Regions from separate parts of the Sus scrofa genome. Here regions 1, 2 and 3 are each linked to region 4. A link is a contact called in public targeted proximity ligation data. All regions are on one chromosome and are shown on one strand. The core of a region is the stretch at or near the end of the contact, and the rest is flanking DNA. Distances in the headings are between cores, read along the strand shown.

Region 1 (2,773 bases), core at 57-2,556, 280 kb before region 4:
CATGTCTTTGCTCATTTGCTTTTGGCTCACAGCAATCTAAGTAAGCTTCAGAGGGTGGGGCTTTATTTTATTCATTTTTATATCTGTATGGAGAGTGGGTACTTGATAAATGAGTGGAAAAAAACAAGCCTTCACAATGTCAGAATACTCTCTGGTCCTTCTGTTTTGTTGATTCAGAAAATTATCATAAACTGGCAATTGTGGATTATTATTATTTGTAAATCAATAATTCTGTTTTTTACTCACTTAGGAGCTTATTAGAAGCTATACTCTTGTAGTAGAATCTTTTCAAATGCAAAGCCCAGAGCCAATCTAGAGTTTAACGTTGACTCTACTACTTACCTACGTGATGCCATGAAATTTACTCAACTCTCCTTATCTGTAAAATGGACAATAATAGGACTGACCCCTGAGGATTCTAATAAAGATTAAATTAAATAATACAGGCATTCTCGTCGTGGTGCAGCGGAAACGAATCAGACTAGGAACCATGAGGTTGCAAGTTTGATCCCTGGCCTTGCTCAGCGGGTTAAGGATCCAGCATTGCCGTGAGCTGTGGTGTAGGTCGTAGATGCGGCTCAGATCTGGTGTTGCTCTGGCTCTGATGTAGGCCAGTAGCTACAGCTCTTATTGGACCCCTAGCCTGGGAACTTCCCCATGCCACCAGTGCAGTCCTAAAAGGACAAAAGACAAAAAAAAAAAAAAAAAAAATTAAATAATACAGGTACATGGCTTGACTCATGCTAAATGTTCACTGACCTATTCGTTTCGATTGGCAGACTCTTTCTGCCTTACCTAACAGAAATCGTTAAGATGATTCTCGGTTGGGAATTTTCCCCCAAGGGACATTTGGCAACGTTGGAGGTGATTCTGGTTATTACAGCTGAGGATGCTCCTAGTATCTAGTAAGTAAGAAGCAGGGATGCTACTAAACATCTTACAGTGCAGAGGGGGTGCCCCTGCAACAAAGCATTATAGATCCCAAAACATCAAGAATGTCACTGAGGAGAAACCTTCATAGATAGAAAACATTTGTTTAATATACGACAAACTCCAACATTTCGAAAAAAGTAAGACATTTAAAGGAGGAATTTTTTTAAAATCTACCACCATTCCTTCTTTCATGCCTGTAAAATAAGCTTAGCGATGAAAATTCACATTCACATTGGCCAATTCTAGAAGCCTGGCCTGAAATCTCTTCTTATCTTTGCCTTTTATAATTCAAGGCCAAGCAGGTGCTGCCACCCACACCCCAGAATTCCCAGGCTATTTTTCTCTTGGTTATTTCAGTTCTGCATCAGACCACTAGAGGGTACAGAAACACCATCAATCATGCAGCATTTAGGTGTCAGACTCAGTTTTCAGTAATGTAAATCTTAATAGAATGCTAAATTATTTCTGGCCCCTAAAATAAAATACCTCTACAGATTTGCAGTTTAAAAGGCTGGATTGAAGCATGTCACCATAATTGTCATCACCCCCAAACCGTAAATGATGGTAGTAATTTAATTCAACGTCATATGTCAAATGGAAATCTAATAAATAATCACTGATGATATTATGAAAAGTATCAGACTATTATGATATTATTATGATAATATTTTATGACTATATTGGTAAAACTCTCTTTGGTGAAGGTTTGGTTATGCTTTAAGTTAAATCATATCAAATAGATATGTATGATTGTTCCTACCAAGAAGTAGGCAAAAATTAAGCAGAAATTGGAACCTAAATACAGACTTCAAGTTGGACTAAATAGCATTATTGTGCTGAAGCCCCAAATCGTTTTGATCATTGTCCCAACAATATTCCATTAGGACAAACTTGAATGACTGAAAAAATAGTATGACACCACTAAATATTTAGATGTATTTCAAGCTCACACACTCAGGTTTAGCATTGAGGCACTGGGGAAAAGATATAGAAAACTTTGGAAGGAAAAGATTAAAGAATTATTTTATTTTATTTATTTTTTATTGTTTTACTTTTTAGGGCCACACCCACAGCCTATGGAGGTTCCCAGGCTAGGTGTCCAATCAGAGCTGCTGGCCTTCACTGCAGCCACAGCAACATCAAATCTAGATCCAAGCTGTGTCTGTGACCTACACCACAGCTCACGGAAATGCCGGATCCTTAACCCGCTGAGCGAGGCCAGGGATCGAACCCTCAACATCACGGTTCCTAGCCAGATTTGTTTCCGCTGCCCCACAATGGGAACTCCTAGATTAAAGCATTATTTTAAAGGGCAGAGTATCCAGCAGTTTCTCCTTTCAAGTTAATATTAACAGAAATGTGGATACAAATATTGCACAGGTGATTCCTAAACATATTCTTATGACACTGAATGTTGTTCACAACTTTCTCTAAAGAGATTACAAAATTCTGTTTGAAAATAATTTTAATTTTCTTTAACTTACATACACATGCACACATACACACAGAGACATAAATAAAACTGCTGTGTAGTTTGACACAGAATTAAGAGCTAAAAGATGCTGTCATATCCAATAAATGAACATAGATGTAAATGATTCAGAAATGTTTAAGTATCAGGCCTTAGGAGACTGCACAGAATAGTGGTTAACTACATAGGTCTGATATCAGACTATCTGGGTTTGAAAGCTATCTCTACCAGTTAACAGTTGTTTTTTTAAATTGAGATATAGTTGGTGTACAATATTACATAAATTTCACATTTACAGCATTCACAATTTTAAAGGTTATATTCCATTTATAATGGTAAAGTATTGGCTATATTCTCTGTGCTGTAATA
Region 2 (2,700 bases), core at 30-2,529, 260 kb before region 4:
TAGTCCAACAAAGACAAAACATAATTTGCCATCTTCTGCCCAATAATTAAGTTTGATACTCATGTACAGAGTAATGGACTCATCCAGGGAAAATAGGGCTATAAAAAAAAAAAAAAGGTTCTGCTTATATAATGAAACTAAGACATTAAGCCCTTATTGTTACCTTGACATTGAACATGTCACCTCCATCAGAGGAACATTGTGAAGGAAAAACTACGTAAGTGAGTGTGCCCACACATCTTCTCACTCCCAAACACCTTTGTAGTATCTCATCTATTCCATAAAATACAGCAAAATATGTGTCTTGAACGTTACTGCACTTGTGAAGATGATGAGTTAAAGACAATGCTTAATAGAAGAGTGAGCCAGTACCTCAGTCAAGCTAGACTCGCTGTTACAACTATCAACCCCCAAACCCACTGATTTAACACAGTAAATGTCTGTTTCTTGCTCTCATTATGGTCCAGTGTGGATTAGCTGTAAGGGTGGCACAAAGGATCTCATCACAGTGCGATCTGGGTTGGTGAGGACAATGTTGGGGCTGGGAAATCTGTTCCACATTTACACTCAGGGACCCAGGCTCCTTCCATGTGGCCACCTCAACCTCCTGTATGTCCTTGGAGGCCTCTCTATTCAGTAGCTGTGAGATGAGTCAAGAGATCAGAGGATTGCACTTGGGAGGATTTTATGGCCTGGGCCTGAAAAAGAGTCTTACCACTTCCACCTCATTCAATGACCACAATTTTGACACAAGGCTGCATCTACCTGCAAAGGAGGCTGGGAAATATAGTCCACCTCTGAGTCCAAAGGAAGGCAATTTGGGGAGAAAATGAGTCAGTCTGTTCCACAGTAATGTAGGCTCCTTTCCAGCTAAATGACGACTCAGTACAAAAGCCTTAAAGGCAATGATTCAAATATGTGCATTTACAGCATCACGAATTACGACATGTTCTGTATGTTTGGCCTTATGTGCATATGTCTTTGGAAATGACGGTCTGCCTTACTGCTATAAAAAGCCATTCCGACACGAATTGCTGAATCACTATGTGAAACCCAGGAGTCTGATCCCTGGATTAGGCTGCTTATAAGCTAACAGGTAGAAGAGAAAAGCCATTCAAATTCTTACCCACAGAATAAACACACAGACACCGAACACCATCAGACTATGCTTTGTGCAAACACGCAAGCTCCTCCCACAGAGGCTGACATAATGGAGGGGGGAAGGAAGAGAAGAGAGAAAGGATATGTACACAAGGAATTGAACCAAATCAAATGTTTTGCGATATGCTTGACTACTTGCCCTGATAAGGAGCAAGATGAATTCTTCAGATTGGCCTGGCCTCCCAGTCAATACTTGTTCAAAAATTGTCAAGCCCAAGACAGATGACATCATGGAGGGCAAATGAAGATCATTTCCTTGTGCAGGGATTGGTGCTTGGGTTTTGTTTATACCCCAGCGGCCTGGGCCTCGTTGGAAGTAACCAGATATTGTAGGTTTGAAAGAGGCTTTCCATTTGCATCACTGGGCAGTGAGTGCAGCCAACAGGAAGCCCAGTGATTCAGATAACTTGTTGTAATTGAAATCAATACCGACACAAGCAAAACGGCCTGAAATGGCCGTGCTGTGCTCTGACGGAAGATTTTCACATTCCCTGCCAATGACAACCGATATCAAGAAGGAACTGTCAGCTTCAATGGTGAGACATAGTGCTTTCCAAGAGGAAAGAAAAAGGTTTTGGACCCGTGACCGTTTTCAATAAGGAAAAGAAAGAAACTGTACTTCAGCTCTCTATTAGGTTTCACTCACGGATTCCAGTTCAATTCCAATTTGAGTTTCTGGGAAATGGAAAGAGACAGTTGGCCACCCTGCTCCCTTTCCTGCCAATTCTGTGTTCTTTCTTTTCCACTCTCACCCAGACTGGGTTCTGGTGAAGGAGAGAATAATTACTACTTAATGTTTATTGAGTATCTTCAGGTTCAGGACCACGTTTTCGTCCAGGGACCAGCAAAGTTTGTCTATAAAAGGCCAGGAGCTCCCATCATGGCACAGCGGAAACGAATCTGACTAGGAACCATGAGGTTGCAGGTTTGATCCCTGGCCTTGCTCAGTGGGTTAAGGATCCAGCGTTGCCGTGAGCTGTGGTGTAAGTCACAGCCGTGGCTCGGATCTGGCGTTTCTGTGGCTCCAGCGTAGGCCAGCGACTGCAGCTCCAATTGAACCCCTAGCCTGGGAACCTCCATATGCTGTGGGTGCAGGCCTAAAAAAGACAAAAGACGAAAATAAATAAATAAATAAAACATAAAAATAAATAAAAGGCCAGATCATAAATATATTAGGCTTTTTGAGCCATGCCATCTTGATTGTGACTGTTCAGTTCTGCTGATGTTCTGTGGACATATAAACAATACGTAATAAATGAATGTCCCACATTCCATTAAAACTTTATCTGGAAAATAAGCAGCAGGCCACATTTGGCCTATGGACCATAGTTTAGAGACACTGTTCTAGAATTTACATTTACTGATCTTTCTAGGGAGCGTATGACTATTCTTCTTTTACAGATAGAGTTGACCACTCCCCACAGCTTCCCCGCAGTTATGGGTGAAGCTGTGTCTAACGCCCAAAGCAGCCTGTGATTTTTCTATGTGCCACTCTGAGGAAGGCAGTCAGGAAGCCTGAGCAATAGCAGAAGCTATACT
Region 3 (2,806 bases), core at 286-2,785, 370 kb after region 4:
TGAGCGAGGGGAACACAAGGGAGCAAGTGGGCAGGGAAGGAAGAAATCTCACCCATTCAGCTGTCACTACAGCATCTGTTTTCTAAGCATTAAAAACTCTGTTTATTTTTATATGAGATATTTTGAGAAAAGCCATACACAGAAACCACTTTTTCCAATACGGTCTTCAATAACTGGGTATAAGTACTCCTGCTGAAAGTCTTCGTTTGTATTATTTAAAAACAAGTAATTGTAAAACTCTAGTCAAACCATAAATGGCAAGATGTTGGGAGATGAAAAACAAAAAAGGAATTACTATACCTTATTCAAACAAAGTTCATAATTTTGCATGTTTACTTTAGAATCTGTTAATAGCACAGAAGCTAAAAAAAATTTATAAAACTACTATCATGCTGGTGGATATCCTTATTTGGAGGCAATGGCTAGTTTTAAACATCTATTTATGATAAAGCTATTACTTTCCTTATTTTCCTAGGTAGATACCTTAGATCACTGCCCCTATTATTTTATCATAAGCACAAATCAAATCTAGTTTCTCATCTCATCTCAGAAGTCTACATTAAATTTCAAGCTTCAAATTAAAAAAACAATTTCCCACACAATTGCAGAACCCCCCCCCCATAAAAGAGTGAGGAATTACAGAATACAGAAAAAAGAAGACAATTCACCTTACACATCTAAATGGGGATGCCAGGAACGACACCAACTGGAACAAAAATCAAGAAGGCATCCTTTGAATGTTCATCATTTTAATAAAAGAAAATGCCGAAATTTTAAATTAAAGGTGGCGCTCTGTCCTCAACTCACCCGATTGTGACTCACTTTTGCAGACTATATGGTAGGAAATAACAGTTACTTTTCAAAGATCATTGCAGTTACACCGAAGCCAAAATCAGGACAGAGATCCACCCTTAATTACAGCAATTTAACTGTCTCATGCAAAGCAAGGTAGAAACTAAGACGCCCCCCTGAAATGGCTAAATAAGCCCATTTCATACACTAGTTCTCAAAGGATCCCTTTAAGGACAGTGTGTCTATTTGCTTCAAATCTGAACTCACCAGGACAAAAAAGAAAAAGGGGGGGGGGACCAAATGAACTGCTCAAGTACAAAAAGCAGATTCTCCTCCAATCCCTCTAATTCCCCCAATCCGCCTCCGCCACACACAAGGACAGGGAGTCTGGGGAAAGCTGGCAGCAGGGCAAGCGGTTGAAGGCCCTTCATTCACTCACATGGGCCACTATCCAAAGGGTTACACACCCTCTGCCCAAGGAGAGCCTCATACAAAGCAGATCCTTACAAGTACTTCTTATTATAAAATACACCCACGCTGAACGAGAGATTTTAAAATAAGGCTGTCCTCAGGTGGGGGAGGTTAAACACAACAAAGGCTTCCATGTTGAAAGGCAGAGTCCCGATATATGCATATACCTACACGCGTATGAAGAAAAATCCATATAACTAATTTATCATGAACAGCAATCGATACCAACAGGAGCCATTAGATTATTAATAAACCGAGAAAAGTAGCATGCATGGCAGCCAAAGGTGCCTGGCTGCTGAGCTCTAAACCCAGGAAAGGTAAAATTATGCCTGCCGAGGCGAGGATCGAGCCCTCCGCAGATTTAAAGACCCCCTCTGAACCTCTTGCCCTCCCCTCCGCGCCAGGCACCGCTGCACCGCACAGGGTTCGAGCCCTCCCTGCGCTGCGAGTCCTGCAGAAAACTGGTGAATGAAATGCGCACAGAAACCAGCCTGGCCAGTGACCGCTGCACAGAACCAGGGGTCGCTAACTAGCTCAGCCACAGGATTCTCCTGCAGGATGGAATAAAGGGAGCACCCCCCAGCACCACCACCTCTGCAACTGGAATGCGGTTCTTTCTTACAGACCCTTCCAAAAAGGGGGTGGAGAACGCAGGATTTTTTTCTTCTTCCTTTCTTTCTTTTAAAACTAAGTCTAAAAACGCGAATCGGAAGCAACCGTAAATATCCTGGGGAGCCAGACGAGAGACACCGGGAGAAAGGCGAGGCGGTTCTCCAACCCCCGGGGAATCACCGTCCTGTGCGACACGCATCAATCAACTAGCCCCCGCCGGGGGCCAACGCCGGCCCCGCTCTCCGCCCGCGGAGCGCCAGCGGGGCCGAAGTCGGGGATTTAGAGGGGTGACCCTCCCCGGGCGCGGGGAAAGACTGCCGGGCACCGCTGCCCTCAAGGTCACCAGGCGCCGAGGCAGGGGCGGCCGGCCGCAGGATGGGCTATGGCGCGGCCGAGGCGGCTAGGAGAAGTCGAAGAGCTGAGGGTGTAGACGCGGAGTACCACCCAGCCGGTCCCTAGGGCCCTGGGCGGGGACTCCCGGCCGGACCCCGCGCCACGGCTCACGCCGAGAAACCCGCTCACCTTTACGATCTCTCTGGGCGGGCGCGGTGCTCCCACCTGCGAAGGGGCCCCCCGCACGCCCCGCCAACTTCGCTCCAGAATCCGCGCAGTCCGCGGAACACCCACTTGTCAGGACCCCCGCCGCGACGCCCCGACCTCCGCGTTCCGCCCGGCCTCCCCCGCAGGTGACCTGCCCCGCCGCCCCCGCCGCGAGCAGGCGGCGGCCGCCACTCACCTCGCCCGGCAGCAGGAACCATTTTCCGAGGGGGAAAGGAAGGGGAGGCTGCGAGAGGGTCGGGGGAAGGGGACGGTGAGGACGGCGGCCAACGCAGAGAACCGGGACTCGGCCGGTGCGCAGGCGGCTCGCAGGACTCCGGGCGCCACGCGGAGGTTCGGCTGCACCTCGAGGATGAAGCGGCCGTGGAGCCAC
Region 4 (2,732 bases), core at 31-2,530:
TCCCCTGGGAACCCTTATTTTTTTGAATCCGGAAATGCACAAAATGGCAACTTTTCTGAGTATCTACAAGTGCCAGAAGGTGCCTGCCTGCACCCCCACGGCCTCTGCAGTCCTGCGAAATCTGAATTCAAAATCAAACGTAGAGGGAAAGTGGGGGATATGCCGGGTAGGAAAAAGAAGAGCTAGTTCCAAAGAAACGACGCGTGCCTGTGGCCGGAAGCGGGTCGATTCCGCGCGGGCCCGGCTCGCGGGCCGCGAGAGATTCGCCGCCGGGAGCCGGCAGACAGCTCCTGGCGCACAGCGCGGCTCTGAAGCGCCAGCCAAGCGCCACAGGGGCGCTTCCAGTCGGCGCGCCCCGCCTGCACCCGCAGCCGGGGTCCCCCGCCCTGCCCCAGGCGCGGGACGCCCCCGGCGCGTACCTTCTAGGTAGAACGCCCGGCAGCCCTCGTCCTTGAGCTTCTTGAGCAGCAGCCCGAGCACCGACTCGCCGCCCGTATTCTCGTTCCAGTCGCTGCTGCTCTCATCGTAGAGCACCACGGTGTCGGTGCCGCAGCGCCGGGTGAAGCGGTCCCGGTCCTCGCCGCGCGTGAAGAGCGCGCGCACCGGCAGGTTGCCCTTCTGCAGGCGCCGCAGCATGATGCCGGGGATGGCCACGTTGATGGCCGACTCGATGTGCGACGACTCGTACAGCTCCTGCGGCCGGCAGTCCATCAGCAGCAGCCGCTCGTTGCCCAGCTCCAGCTGCTCGTTGAGCCACGCTACCGTCTTGCTAATCGCCATCTCCGACGCGAAGGGCACGGGTCTGAGCGTATCTATCATGGGGGTCGAGCGGCCGGAGAGGGCGAGGTGCCTACCAGACTCCCCTCGGGGCAGGCATAGGCCGAGCGCGCCGCGCCAAAGCCGCCGCTCTTGGAGCGGGGTTTAATGCCACCTCTCCTTTCCCGAGCCGGGTTAGCGGTTGGGGCAAGCGAGACAGAAGTAAGCCGGCGGTTCCCTCTGCACCCGGCTGCAGCCGCACGCTCTTGGTGTCAATGAATCTCTTTGAATGAAGCTGCCCAGACAGTTTTGTTCCTCCCCGGTGAATGAAATCCAATTAATTCGGACTTCGTGCTACTGAGAGGAGAGGAAAAAAAAAAAGTCCAGCAGCTCCTGAGCCCTCCCTCCAAACTGCACCTCAAATCCACCCGGGCGGCTTTCTCCTCGGATTATTAAAGCCTGGATTTGCTCACTCTCCCTTGGACTCAGCCCTCGCACACCCCCTGCGCGAGGCAGCTCCTCAATGGATACAAACAGCGAGCGTCTCAATGGATACATTCTCCCCGCCAGCCAATGAGCACGCTGCGGAAGGGGCTGTTGCCGTGGGGACGGGCCGGCTGGAACAGGTTGTGTTGATGAATTGTTAATGAGTTTGTCATTCACAAAAACGGAAAGGAATTTCCGCTCCGGATAAGCCCCAGTGCAAACAAGCTGCAACAGCGGGCTCGGCGGGAGGAAGGAGAAAGAAGGGGAGGCGGCGGCGGAGGAGGAGCAGGGCACACAAACCAGGGCACTTCAGTTGTCTCATGTTTCCTTCTGTTGAGAGTTCACACTTAGCGTCGGAACTTTTGCGCACAAATGGTGCAATTAGCAGGCACAAAAGCCGTTGTTCGCGACGCCTGTGCGCGCAAGCTAGCTTTAGGGAAACTAGTGCTGACTTCTTCGCTTTTATTCCCTTTAAACTCCTTTGGACTGGAGTTCACTTTAACCTCCCCCTCCTCCCGTAGGCAGTGTGTGGCATTTGTTTGCCAGTTTAAAAAGCCCGGCTCTGTTTGCTTCGATGTTCTTTTAGCCGAGACTGTGTTGGGGCTGGTGGACTGCCTGGGCTTTAGTGACCGATGAGGTGTTAAATGCTAATCCAACATCTTTGGAGACAAACCAGGGTTTTGTTGAAACATTTTTAAGCAAGCAAACAAACAAATGCTTGGTTGTCCAGATAATAGAAAGCAAGCTTTTTTTTTTTTTTTAATAGCGCTTTAATTATTTTTTAAAAACCGTGGAGGCTGTAGAAACAAACTCGTTGGGCAATCCGGTGCTTTTATTCCTCTCAGGCGGCGTGGGGGCGTTATGAGCCATTGTTCCGGGGATCCGACCCCCTCACCCGCCGTCACCTACTGCACGCGGCGGGGGTCGCGCTCCTTCATCATTTCTGAGCAGCGAGCTCAGCTTCCGACAGAGGAGCCGGCCTGGCGGGGCTGCCTGGGCTAGGTGCACCAGGGCGTCCGGAGCCGGGCAGGCAGCCCCCACCATCCGCAAAGCGTGAGGAAGTCTTCCTGCGAGGCCGGCAGGCCGCGGGGGCTCAGGAGAGCTCCGCGCATTGCCTACTGTAAACCCAGAGGCTTGTCAGAGGAGAGGCCGCCCGCCCCCACGCTCGACATCCCGCGCGGGGTTACCCTCTTCCCTGCGCGGCAGCAGCCCCCTCCCCTGCGTCGCCGGCGACTCGCACAGCACCGCCCGCTCCTGCGCGTTGCGCTCCTTGCCGGCGCCCGCCGCCTCCGCCTCCGCGTTCAGCGGGCGGGGGCGCCGGGCGACCCCCAAGGCAGGTGGGGGGGCCCAGGGTGGGACTTGGGGGTCTGGGGCAGGTGTGGGCTAAGGAGGAACGCCAGCCGGGCCCCCCTCGCTCCCGAGGCGAGCTGGGAGTCCTGGGAAACGTCTCCGCCACGGTGCAGGGCTCGCAGGTAATTGGAGAGGTGCCG

What was found.
Region 1: a contact with region 4 is called in a targeted proximity ligation map of alveolar macrophages. A contact is called at or near these places in 4 of 5 promoter capture datasets (fetal liver, fetal skeletal muscle and liver), 21 of 47 Hi-C or Micro-C datasets (adipocytes, adipose tissue, alveolar macrophages and 14 more) and 2 of 2 datasets of targeted methods (alveolar macrophages and skeletal muscle).
Region 2: a contact with region 4 is called in a targeted proximity ligation map of skeletal muscle. A contact is called at or near these places in 1 of 5 promoter capture datasets (fetal skeletal muscle), 3 of 47 Hi-C or Micro-C datasets (embryonic fibroblasts, fetal skeletal muscle and skeletal muscle) and 2 of 2 datasets of targeted methods (alveolar macrophages and skeletal muscle).
Region 3: a targeted proximity ligation map of alveolar macrophages shows a contact between it and region 4. A contact is called at or near these places in 2 of 47 Hi-C or Micro-C datasets (embryonic fibroblasts and heart right ventricle) and 2 of 2 datasets of targeted methods (alveolar macrophages and skeletal muscle).

What each region holds. Positions count from the first base shown.
Region 1 is chr5:93,580,319-93,583,091 of Sscrofa11.1, reverse strand. No RefSeq gene overlaps it. Among named protein-coding and RNA genes, the nearest start is that of DUSP6, 280 kb to the right of the region's middle.
Region 2 is chr5:93,558,345-93,561,044 of Sscrofa11.1, reverse strand. No RefSeq gene overlaps it. Among named protein-coding and RNA genes, the nearest start is that of DUSP6, 260 kb to the right of the region's middle.
Region 3 is chr5:92,936,509-92,939,314 of Sscrofa11.1, reverse strand. LOC106507543 (collagen alpha-1(I) chain) reads left to right here and starts at 1,535. Exons shown (of 4, transcript XM_021091263.1): 1 at 1,535-1,727; 2 at 2,086-2,229; 3 at 2,335-2,538; 4 at 2,594-2,806. The coding sequence starts at 1,535. ATP2B1 (ATPase plasma membrane Ca2+ transporting 1) reads right to left here and starts at 2,788. Exons shown (of 21, transcript NM_214352.3): 1 at 2,612-2,788.
Region 4 is chr5:93,301,606-93,304,337 of Sscrofa11.1, reverse strand. DUSP6 (dual specificity phosphatase 6) reads right to left here and starts at 1,280. Exons shown (of 3, transcript NM_001267842.1): 1 at 420-1,280. The coding sequence starts at 819.